Linked DNA regions of Mus musculus: region 1 is linked to region 2. A link is a contact called in public HiChIP or PLAC-seq data. All regions are on one chromosome and are shown on one strand. The core of a region is the stretch at or near the end of the contact, and the rest is flanking DNA. Distances in the headings are between cores, read along the strand shown.

The links. HiChIP or PLAC-seq counts read pairs in DNA pulled down with a chosen protein or histone mark.
Region 1: an H3K4me3 HiChIP or PLAC-seq map of bone marrow-derived macrophages shows a contact between it and region 2, with 2.5 times the contacts expected there. The contact joins the enhancer-like site here to the promoter of Dgcr6 in region 2. A contact is called at or near these places in 5 of 39 promoter capture datasets (the SN4741 cell line, embryonic stem cells, frontonasal cranial neural crest and 1 more), 6 of 115 datasets of contacts at active chromatin or transcription factors (bone marrow-derived macrophages, double positive thymocytes, embryonic stem cells and 2 more) and 3 of 9 other capture datasets (adipose tissue, liver and pancreatic islet).

Annotation. Positions count from the first base shown.
Region 1 is chr16:18,138,609-18,145,099 of GRCm38.p6, reverse strand. All of the region lies in intron 1 of Rtn4r (reticulon 4 receptor), which reads right to left. Among named protein-coding and RNA genes, the nearest start is that of Gm52241, 12 kb to the right of the region's middle. Within about 2 kb of position 1,994, at least 45 of the 459 cell types and tissues checked have an H3K27ac peak or open chromatin away from gene starts, as enhancers often do. A contact at or near this core is called in bone marrow-derived macrophages and double positive thymocytes, where this site is marked.
Region 2 is chr16:18,062,137-18,068,343 of GRCm38.p6, reverse strand. It overlaps Dgcr6 (DiGeorge syndrome critical region gene 6), which reads right to left and starts at 1,941. Exons shown (of 5, transcript NM_001289814.1): 1 at 1,745-1,941; 2 at 1,488-1,648. The coding sequence starts at 1,854.

The sequences.
Region 1 (6,491 bases), core at 745-3,244, 77 kb before region 2:
AATTGGGGTGGGGAGGGCAGACACAGGATTGTGTTGCCAATATGTCACTTGTAGTATGCAAAACAGAGTGAACATCTTATAAAAGCCTTGAGCAAAGGGGCAGAAATGGACTGGGACAGAGGGCTGTGCAGATGTCAGGGCCTAGAGAAGGGTCTGCTACCCTGCGGTGGGAGGAGGTAGGTGACGCCTTTCCAAGGTTCTTGCATTTGTAAAACATGATCAACCAAGCAAGCAGTGGCCTCTGCCCAGGCTGAACTTATTCTGCTATAAGAAGGCAATGCAGGCCTTGAGGCTGTCATCAGCTTGCACCTTCTGGCTTCCACCTTCTGGGACCCACTGATGGTGCCTCTTGGCCACTCCTCAGGATGAAAGAAAGCAGACAGGACTCCGCTAGAAATGGCCAGCCTCAGCATGCCATCCTAAGCTGGGCCGCCCCAGCCTCCAGAGACTTCTGTCACAGAGCAGCAGACAGGCAGGGAGTGCCGGTGGGCACGAGGGATCCAAGAGGGAGTATATGCCCGCTGGAATCACCCTCCAAGGCCAAAGCACTGAGTCCATGGAGCTAGAAGAAAGGCTGAGGGGCCCAGGCACTCAAGAGCCCAAGAGCGGGCTTTTCCATTAGCAATAAGCTGTTTCCTTGGCATGCAGCCACATCTATGTGCTCACCCACGATCCAGGGCTGCTTTCGGCACAGTGACGCTGGCACCGCACATGGTGTGGCCCACAATGCAGGGCTCTCTTACAGGAAGTTTGCCGACCTGCTTTGTGACTGAACACCTGCTGTGTGCAGTGTGGTTATCTTAACACATACAAAGACTCAGTCAAGGGCACTGGACCTCCTGCCTAAGGAAAAGGAACTCTGCAGTCAGAGAAGGCTATTTATTGCTCCTGCCAAGCCGACATGGCTGGATGGGCTGATCACAGTGGTCTCTCACCTTAGTGTAGAGTTAGCATAGGGGAACACTGGGCAAGACCAACACTCGAGGGGACTGGAGGTAGCATGTGGAAGTAGCGTATAATAGAACGCAACTTGGAAATCAAAGTGGGAAGCTGCGGCAGGAGGATTCTGAGCTGAAGGCCACTCATAGCAAGACCTTGTCTCAAAAACCCCAAACCAGGCTGGGTGCCGTAGAGAACCCTTTATTCTTGAATTGGGGGGTGGAGGCAAGGAGATGAGGAGTTGGAGGCCATCCTGTCAAGAACAATCCTAGAGAGGCCACGTTGGGTCCCAGCACTCACATAGCAGCTCACAGTGATTCTTAAATGTAGTTCCTGGGGGAGCATGATCATGTCCTTCTGAGGGCATGAGCCAGGCACACAGCTCACACATATACATGTAGGCTTAAATTTTTTTAATCTTTAAAAAGAAGAAGAAGGAGGAGGAGGAGGAGGAGGAGGAGGAGGAGGAGGAGAAGAAGAAGAAGAAGAAGAAGAAGAAGAAGAAGAAGAAGAAGAAGAAGAAGAAGAAGAAGAAGAAGAAGAAGAAGAAGAAGAAGAAACAAGCCGAAAGACCAAAACTGTTTTTAAGAAAGAGATGAATGGCTGTCCCCAGGTATCAGGAGGAAGTAGTAAGGGTCACTCCTCTTCTGGGAGGGAAGGAAAAACACCCTGACAGGGAAACAAACCTGGGGGAGGTGGGTTTGGGGTTGGTAGTGGCTCGGCTCAGGTGGGGGTCTGCTGGGATGCTGGTCCTGCCGTGCCAGTATAATCACCCCCCAGATTCTGCAGGGCCTTGATGACCCTTTGCTGCAAACTGCTTTAGAAGATCTGGTCAGGCTCCACGGAGCTGGTTCTCTGACTCATAACCATTAGTTCTTGGTCTGGGTGGAAATGGGAGCATGGGACATGGGAGCAAGCCAGCACTGATAAACTTCCCAAGATGACAAGAGTCTAGCCTTGGCTAACAGACCAGACATTCACAGTTAAGAAAACAGGATTTATTACGAGTAAGGAGACTTAGCCCAGGAAAGGGAAAGGAAGTACTTTTTGATAAACAGGAAGGTCTGGACCACTTCTGATGACCTCAGAGCTAGCTACTCATGCAGACCCATGGCCAGGATCACAAACTGAAAGTGGGCATTGGGTATCTTCTGCTGTCATCATCACATGGATATCTCCATTGTTATTGCCGTCACTGTCACCACCACCATGGCCATCACCGTCACCACTGTTGCTGTCATTAGCATCAGCACTATCATAATCACCATCATTGCTGGACCTCAACCATCACTTAACAGTCACGGTCATGTGTTAGTCAGCTTTCTGTGACAAAATCTGAGTCAGCTTTTTAGGGAGGAAAGGTTCCTTTTGGATCATAGTTTGAGGTTCCAGCCCATGGTGCGCCCTTGTTGAAGGAAGTGTGTCACCTGGGGTGGGCTTTGAGGTGAGCCCATGCCAGGCCTAGTCACTCTTTCTGCTAGGGGATCAGGATGTAGCTCTCAGCTACTGTCCAGCACCATGCCTGCCTGCCACCATGCTCCCTGCCATGATGATAATGGACTAAGCTCTGAAACTGAAAGCAAGCCCCCAATTAAATGCCTTCTTTCATGCAAGTTGCCTTGGTCATGGCGTCTCTTCATAGCAATAGCACAGTGACCAAGACACCACGTTACACAGTGAGTAGGTAGCCATTACTTCTAGTCCACACATGAAGGCCCTAGGCACACACCTTGGTCCCAGGATTCCTGCAAGCTTACCTAAGTCCCCAAGGACCACAGGGCAGGAAGAGACAGCTATTCTGGCCTCCTTGATCCCCCACAGCACCTCATTCTTGGTCCAAGCCTTCTTCCTTAGGCTGGCTGAGGATTGAGGCTCAAATGAATGTTCTACTCACTTTTAGAGTAGCTAGAGAAGAAGCCAGGTCCCCTGAGCCTGTCACCACACCAGCAATGTGAGGATCATGCTGGCCCAGCACCACCTCTTGGGACCCTATAGATTGCCTACAGCCTTGAATTCGCACTGAAGTGTTCCTAGCCAGGTCTGGGCTGGAGTTAGTGTCCTGCCTCCCCAGAAGTTAGCCTACGTCTTGACACCCAGGACTGGTACATGGAGCCTCTATGCCTGACCTTGGTCACTGTGATTCAGATGAGGAGCCGGAGAAGGCAAGGTACAGATCAACACATAAGAGCCATGAGAACCCTTTGCTGTAGCAGTCACAAAGCCACTCTACCATGGCCTGACTGTGGTCCCTGCTCTATGCAGAGAATACTGTGCCTGTACCAAAGGACAGTGGCAGTTAGGCTGTGCCTTTAGTATATCTGGAGCTGTGTGCTGGCTTCCTGAAAATCATCTTAGCAGGCTTGCTGGCCTGTGGGGGTAGGTGGGCTACACACCACAGCCTGCCACACTCTTCAAGAGACCTGAACTCAGGCAGCAGCAGCTGCAGCAGCTTAATCACCAGGTCGAACTGTTCTTTCTGCTCCACCCAACCACCACCATCACACTCTATGAACTACATACAGACCCTTGCTCACTCTCCTCTGAAATGATGGTGACCAAGGAGCATGCCCTGTGGAGTCAGGAATAGAGAGATATGCAGAGAAAGGGTCTCTGCTCTTGGCATATGGGGAAGCCCAGGGCAGCTCCTACTTGATGGCTTGGAACCTGCCAATTCACTCCCATCTCAGCATGGTTGAAAAGTTGACCAGCAACCATCACAGCTGTGAAAAGGCACAGAGGTGGACAACAAAGGAATTCAAGAGGTGGCAGGTGGAAGGTCAGGAAGAGTCAGAAATTAGGGGGAAATTCTAACTGGTCCACCCAGGGACAGAAGTGGATTTAAAGCAAGAACAGGGTGCTATGTCCAAGGAGTCACCAGAGAACAAGAAAGAGTGTCTAGAAATTAAAAATAGAATTGCTAAAATTAAAAGAATCAATAGAAGGGTTGGAAAACAAGGTCAAGGAAATCTTCCAGAAAGAAAAACAAAAAGAAAAACTGAATGAGATTCAGTGGGCAAATGTAGGTCAACTGTGTTTTAGGGCAATTGTATGAAGGGAGAACAGAAAATGGAGGTAAAAAAATATCCAAGAAATAATACCACTCCTAGAGCCAAGGACCTGGATCGTCACTGGGCATTCACAGCTAACTTCAAGCTCCTGGGAACTGGGAGATTCCAGGAGGAAAAGCTGGTCATAAACAATGCAAGGTAGTACTAAAGCTTCCCAAAGCACCCTGCATGCCAGGAAACTGCAATACTGCAAGACTCAGAAAGGCTTTAAAATATGGGATTCTGGTCCCAGCCAGTCCAGCCTGAACACATTTGTAAACAAGGGAGGGCTTGGATGGCTCTTCGCTGTACGGTCCTTACAGGTGCTTCAGCCGAAACAAAACACAGTCACAGAAGTTAGTGTGCATCCCACGAAGGGAGAACGTCCCAGGGCAGCAGGACAAGGGCCTGGGAGGGGACCCAGGGGACAATGGAATGACACTGTGAAGAGTTTGCTTTCCCATGAGGTGTGACAAGAGGAGAAGGAAATCCTCTATAGTCAACTGTAAGCCGAGGGAAACAGGAGGACAGGTGAGAGAGAAGAGAATGGAAGTCCTGAGAGCTGGAAAGCTGGCATCCTGAGCAGGGCATGCTAGTCTCTGGGGCAGCCCTGACCAGCCAAGGGTGGCTGAGAATGGACCTGGGTCTCCGATCCACTCTATGTTCTGTTATGGGAATTCTGTAACTCAGACCCTTGAAGGGATGCTCACAGGTCCTGCTCTGTAGTCACTGTCCCTCGGCCAACCCTGATGCCCCTCCACATCTGCTTTGCTCTGGTTCTATGTCCCTGACCGGCCCTGACTGAGACTCTTCTCACTGTGGACACCACTGCCACGCCCTGCCATCTCAGGTTGTCTTGGGGTTGGGGAAGCAGTTGAAAGTCAGTAAGGGCCACCTTGTATTGTGGAACTCAACCCCTGGGCCTCAGCTTCTCTATTTCTCAGAGCTCCAACCTGCAACAAAGCCCACAGCACACGGGCAGGGGCAATGAGAATAAGTAATTGCTCTTTTATTAACGAGTGATAAATTATTCCTATATGATTGTGTGTGATAACGCTCGCTTATTTGAAATCAATTTGGAATAGAAATTGTTGGCGGCTTCTCACCTGCGCAGGTGGAAGCCAGCCACTACTGCCTCCTACAGAAAAGGAGGTCACTGTATTCTGGCTACATCCTGATGCTGCTGCGGCAGGCATGGGGAGAGGGAGCCATGGGGCTGTGAAGCTGGGGAGACCAGGTACCTCTAACCTCACTTCTGGGCAGTGCCTCAGCCTCTCTGTGGCCTTCCTGCTGCCCCTAACTCCAGCTCTTAAAAATGCAAAACTCCATCGATAAAGTGCTTGCTGTGCAAATGTGAGGACCTGAGTTAGGACACCCAGCACCCACAGAATAGCCAAATGCTACCAGATGTCTGAACCTCTAACTTCAGAACTGGAAACACAGGAAGGACAAGGCCAGGAAGCCGGGATCCCGCTGGCCAGGCAGGCTAGACAAATTAGCAGGTTTGATGAGAGACCCTATCTCAAAAGAAAGGTGAAAAGCTCCCACTACCAGCCAAGGTCCCAGGCTCCTTTTGAGCTGAGGAAGGACCAGACTCATGGAGTCCTCTCCCTAACACACCCTAGGCCCCACTGAGGACTTCTCCAATGACCACAGCACAGTCAGCAGTGTCAGGGGCCACACCTGGACCTGTCTGCATCCATCTCTCCCATGTGATTCTTGGGGATCTGGGAGCCCTGACTTTTACCTCACACCTAGTGTCCAGTTCAGGCACTGCTCAGGCCCTTCATAGCTCTCACTGGCAAGCTTCAAAAAGCACTTACCTCTTTCCTGGCCATAGTCGCCATGATTCCACAAAACATAGCTCTATTTCCTTTCCTCCTCGAAGCCCAATGCAAGATCCTTAGACAGCCTACGTCTATAGTGCTCCTATTCCAACACATGAAGGCCCAGTAACCAGGACCTATGACAGTCAGCACCTCTTCCTGAGAATGAGTATTTAAAACCTTGTATCCAGCAGGCCAGACAGACCCTCCCCCCCACCCCGCAACTAGGCCCCACCTACTCCTCAGCTGTTTTGGGTGGCTACTGCAGGCATGGGTGGTCATGACTTGGCCAGTGGGTTAGTCCCATGTGACCCTTGAGGATTTGGAAGCCAGAAATGAGGCTGGGTCACCCTTAAGTCCAGCTATCCAGGGCAGTTCTCTCAAGACTGATGCTCCAGAAACCTGGGTTTCTTAGCTGTGAGTCAGGAGAGCTGGTCCCAGGGTGTCACACGTGAAGCACACCCCAGAATCCCTCAGTGCCAGGGTTCCCATCAGCCCCACAGGGACTGGACAGAGACTTAGCCAATGCCTCTGCAGCCTATTTCTGTCATGGGCTGTGGGCACCATGGGGAAGAACCATGCCTTATGACAAGCATACACTAGACGCCCACTATAGGCAAATGGCAGACTTTGTGTGGCTGTAGAGATGGCTTCTGGAGGATGCCCAGGGCTAGAGCAA
Region 2 (6,207 bases), core at 692-3,191:
AGGTGGCCCATGCCAGCCACCACCTTCTGTATCTGGCTGAAGGCAGCAGAGGCACTCACTGCCAGGTGTATCAGCCTAGTTCAAGCCTTCTGAAAGACAACTAGCAAAGGCTTGAAGCAGGTACCAAGAACATCCCACCCAAAAGGGCTCTATAGGATGATGAGCAGCTCCACAGTGAAATCAGGGGAAGAAGAAGTCAGTGGTGTCTTTCCTTCCTGGTGATGGAAGCAAGTGCTGGAAGAATGGTGGAAGCAACAGAAGGAACAAAGCCTCCTCCTGCTTACTGGAAAGGATGAGCAAGGTAGGGCCTGGCCCAGACTTGGAATTTCACCACTGGAGAGGCTGAGACAGGACAGCCAGCTCTAGACAACACAGAGGAACAGTCTCGGAAAACCAAAATGGAAAAGAATGAACTTAGTCGTGTACTTTAGGCTTGTGAACTAGATATACCACATACCTCCATCAAAACATTAAAAAGAATAAAGAAAAGCACAGCCGGGCTGGTGAGATGGCTCAGTGGGTAAGAGCACCCGACTGCTCTTCCAAAGGTCCGGAGTTCAAGTCCCAGCAACCACATGGTGGCTCACAACCATCCGTAACAAGATCTGACGCCCTCTTCTGGTGTGTCTGAAGACAGCTACAGTGTACTTACATATAATAAATAAATAAATCTAAAAAAAAAAATTATTAAAAAAAAAAAAAAAAAAAAGAAAAAGCACAGCCACTCAAACATTTGGTGAAGAACTAAAGCTCTCGGAGAACAAGAGACTTCTCAACACATTCTGAGGCATTACCTTCATCCCCACACAAATATTACAAGATGCATTCCTAGAATACAATTCCTTTCTGGGATTTAGAAATCAATGTCTCACGAGAGTAACAGCAAAACCATCTGATCATCTCCACAGGAACTGCAAAAGATTTCAACAAAATCCAACACCTATCTCTAATGGGAAAATCCTGTCTGGCAGCACACAGGCATTGCCAGAAAGGCAGAGTATGTTTGCATGTAAATGTAGCCCAATATAGAAAACCTGCTTAGCAGGTGAGAAGCCCTGGGTTCAGTCCTCAGTTTCAAAATCCAAAGCAATAACAAAGCCCAAAGATCTATAACGTAGCATGGGGACATCGTCACACTATTCTTTCCTAAAATGTTTGAACCGAGTCAAGCTTGAACAAATAAAATGGAAAGGAGATCTGATGGTACAACGGAAGATGCCTAGTATAATTTATAGGAGGAGGTGATCAAGCCTGATACTCAATGGGAAGGTGCTGGAATAATGGATTATCTCTGTGGTAGCACACAGCTATCAACAGACCTACAAGCAGCGAGGTCCATCAAGCCTAGGAGGATGTGGGTACTCTAGGGAACGCGAGTAAGAAGTTTCTGGACAGCAGACTAAAAGGATCAGCATGGCTCTGCACCCCCTGACCCGAGGCTCCCGCGGCTAGGGACGCCCTAGGGAAGGTCCCGTCGCCCCCTGCACCTCGGTGTTCGTTCTGCAGCCGCAGTCTCTGGTTGTAGAGGCTCTTCTCAGTGAGGTGCTGAATCTCCAGAAGACCCTGCACGATTTCAAACACCGTTCCGTCGAGCAGCGCCAGGGCCAAGTCGCTGAGCGTGGTGTAGGACAGGCGCTGCTGAAAGGAGCTGCGGGTAGATCGCCGGGTGAGCGCGGCCGCGGCCCTGGCCCCGGCTCCGGCCCCGGCCCCGGCCCCGGTCCTCCCGCCGCCCGTCGCCGCGCACCTGGGCAGCTCCTTGACCAGGCTCTGTAGTGCTGACAGCAGCTGGTAGTGCCGCTCCTGCTGCCGGGCCCGATCCGCCGCCTCATCCCCGGCGGCCGCATAGCGGTCCATCGCGCGGTTTACCGCGCGGTCCCCCGCCGCCCCTCTACTCGGTCTCCTAGGGTGCCCCGGCGCGCCCCGCCCCCTCACGTCATTCTCCAGCGCGAACGACGCATGCGCCCCGCCCCTCCGGTCGGTCTCCGGCCGTTCACCGTGGTGCGTCAGGCACAATAAGACGCGCTCCACCCACCAGGGAGACTGCTTGTAAGCGCTTTGTCCTAGGGAGAAGAAATAGGGGCTCGCTGAGCTCCCAAGTGGTGCTGACCTTGGAGGTGCGCGCCCAGGGCTCTGCATTCTGGTGTTTTAAAGAAGCAACTCTGGCCTGCTGGGTGTTTTAAAGAAGCCAGTCTGGCCTGCGCCTAGTGTGCGCAGACTGAGGCCACTGGAAGCTGGACACTCCCAGCGGGTTGTGATCCACCCTGGGGGACCTCAGGAAAACAGTACGGAGGAGAGCCAGCTTCTCTTTAGGGTTCTTATTCTCATTAATAAAAGACTTTAGGACAATTTTATTAGCGTTAAAGGATACCCCACCCCCACAAGGAAACCTCAGCGACTGCCTGGAAGTGGAGAGTAGATGAGAAAAGAGTCTTGTGAAGTTGAATTCATGCTGGCTCAACAGTCCTTTACCTACTGAGCCAGCCCCAGCCCCTGACAGTGTCCACATTCATAATTTAGTTTGCAGCATGAATAAGAGAAATGACACCTTCCTACAGCGTTTTTTTAAATAAAAATTACATTCCCTGATGTGCCATCTTTTTCCCTTTTATTACTATTTTAAAAATATAACTCTGTTGAATCATCCTGGTTACTTTCTTTTTGTTTTCCCTTTTGCCACGATAAGCTCTGAAGTAGTGAATTCAGATCTGGGTAACATAAATTACAGTGAAGAAACCTTGTGAAGTTTGAATGCAAATGACCCCATAGCCTCAGATATTTGGAAACTTGGTCCCCAGTTGGTGGAATTACTAAGGAAGGATTAGGAGGTGTGGCTTTATTGGAGAAAGAGTGTCACTGAGGGCTGGTTTTGAGATTTTAAAACATACACCATCCATACATTCTCTGTCTGTCTGTCTGTCTCTGTATGTCTGTCTCTGTATGTCTCTCTACCTCTGTCTCTGTGTCTCTCTTTGTCTCTCTCTCTCTCTGTGTCTCTGTCTGTCTCTTTCTGACTCTCTGTCTCTCTGTGTGAGTGTGTCTGTCTGTCTGTCTGTCTGTCTGTCTGTCTCTTTCTCTTGTCTCATCACTACCAGCACCACCTCATGCTTTTGAATTAAGATATAAGCTATCAGCTACTTCCCCAGGGCCATACCTGCCTACCTGGCTGGTGCCATGCTCTCTACCATGGTGGTCCTGGAGTCACCTTCTGAAGCTGTAAGACCCCCAACAAACCCTTCTGTAAGTTGCCTTGTTCATGGTGTCCTCGCAGCAATAGAAAAGCCTCTGAAACACCTGTGCATGGAGAAATAATTTGCATGAATAAATATACTCCAAAGTAACTGTAATTTAATGTTGACAGTATACCAAATTATGGTGAATCATTTAAATCAGACATTTAAAAGTCACGATCTGCAGCTGGGGATGTAGCTTAGTTGGTAGAGCGTTGCCTAGCATTCAAGATGCAGTGGGGTTCTATGTGCAGTATCACAGAAACCAGGCATGGTGGCGCATGTCTGTGATTCCAGTACTCAGGAATTGTAGGCATGGTCGGATGCGCAGGGGCATCTTTGGCTACATAGTGAGTTCCAGGCTGGCCTGAGATGCAGTAGACCCTGGCTCCAAAAGAAAGTCATTAATTGTTCACATACTCAACTCTGGATATTGGAGTGTGAGCAATCCTTGAACATCTTTTTAGCACACCAATTAGGATACAAACAGATCCTAAACAGGGACACATGCCTGAAACACATAGTATTAGTGTGTACCCCACAATGTCCCGTAGGCCACATATTACAGCCTATGACAGCTGAGAAGGATGAAGGCTAGAGCAACCATGGTACCATGCCATCTGTGATATCACATGACAGCTAATGGAAGATACATGCCTCTGACATATCATGTCACTAAATCATGTAAGACATCGTATGACAGCTGGGAGGATGGATGGAGACTGCCATATTACGTAATGATTCTCCACAGTGACCCAGAGGAGACTAGAGAGCACTGTGCTGTGTCACATCAGGCCGTTGTGCATATGTGGCACATTAAGATGATCAGGAGTGGAGGCCAGAGTTAATAGCTTTTTCCCTGTTGCTTAGTATGGCAGTCCAGAGATGGCATGCAGACAGTGAGCCACAGTCTGCCATAGGGATAAGGTGATGTCACCTGTGATATTGTGATGCCAGGGCTGCAATCTGTCCTTATGAGAATAAGGAATGTGTTTCTTCTCAGCTGTTAGACCAAGGAGGCTGTAAGCATATCAGGTCTGGGCCTTCAACCTATATAAAATGTCATGTACAATATAAGATGGAATACAGGCCTGAGATCTCTCTCTCTCTCTAAATATATATATATATATATATATATATATATATATATATATATATATATATATCAGCTGAGAAGAGAGAGGCATCAGTCACATGTCACTGTGTAATACATGGTACTACCCAACAGCTCAGAGAAGGCTCAAATTGGCTTGCACCATGTTACATATGATATATGACAACTGAGGCACATTTTTTTGTCAGTTTGTGTCACTACATAACACATCTAATATATAATACTTATCTAATAATTATAAGAGCTCACAGATGGACCAGACCTTGATTCATGTTACAGTGTTACTGAGGATGTCATGTAACATCAAAGATCATAAACCTCAGATGCACTATGTCACTGTGGCATATACCAAACCCTGCAGTGACTTAAAGAGGGGACATTCATCCTATTCATGTCACATATGTGTCACACAGCTTATGGGAGAGGATACACTCACCACTCACTTAGACTGTGTTGTCATGTGACAGCAGAGCAGGTGCATTAGGACAGCTGCTGATGGGACTGTGGAGACTAGAGGCACACTTGGTCACTGTGGATTATGAAATACCATACAGCAGCCAAAGGTATTGGAAAGCAAGTCGTGCTATATTGTTGGGCTGTGCACATAAGACTGGTCTCTGTACTGAGAACATCAGACTTCCTGAATGACTGGGTGCAGGTTAAATCTATGAATCATTTTGTTCAGCAGCATACACTGTGTGTAAGACATTGGTCATCTATGTGTGTGTGTGTGTGTGTGTGTGTGTGGTGAGGTATCAGCACACACACACACACATATATATATATATACAAATATGTATGTGCATTATAAATATATTTAATCTGTGTTTAAGTACATGAGTGATTGAGATTGAAACACTGTGCTTAGAAAGATAGGGTTCCAGTACTGCATTATCTATCTGTCTGTCTGTCTGTCTATGTATTATAAGACAGGGTCTCTGTGTATAGCCTTGGTTGTCCTGGAACTCACTATGCAGTCCAGGCTGGCCTGAGACTCACAGAGATCCTCGGGCCTCTGCCTTCCAAATACTGTACTTAGCAGCATTTGCCACATTGGTCAGGAAGCCTCACTTCATCCCCATGAATGCTTAGCATTGTCCATCTGACACTGTCTATCCATACAGGTCTCATCTTTGTGTTTATTAAGGGGCAGATTTGTGAATGACTTTATATTGCACTTTCTCTATAAAACCAGCCTCACAGAAGGTGGTGTGGGTACGAAGTCTTCATATACAAGACTGTGCGAGTGGAACACTGACTTGAGGCGATGCTGTGTCTACAAGTTTCCCACAGTGAGCACCACTAGACTTAGCTGACTTAGGTGCTGTTGTTATCTCAGAGGAACACTGTATTTAGCTATGTGTGGTGTACATAATACATACTTTGGGGATATGCTTTTTAACTCTCTTTAACAGCTTGGTGTGTGAATAACAAAGCATATTATCATCTCTGAGAAAGACTTTCTTAAGCATTGTACACTGCATGTAACATTTTGCTCAATGACACTTGTTTTAAATGCTATCTACCAGATAGATGTATGAGTTACAGAATCCCACAGCCTCTGAGAATAGTTCCCAGTAGATGATGACACAAGTGTTCAGTGTATGTCAGCAGCTCGTCACCTGGGCTAGACGGCCTCCGGAGTCTTCTGAGTGGGTAGTTTGTGATCTGGAAGGTATAGGTTGGTGTATTTAAAGTGTCGTAGGAGGGGAAAGCCCTGCCAACTGAGAATACTATACACAACAAAAATTTTCATTATTCTGGAGATGAAATTAAAATATTCCTAGATGGAGGTGCAGCTCAGTGGTAAAGCCTACCATCTTTGTCACGGTGGCTGTGCAGGCACAATGACCAGAAAAGAAAGCA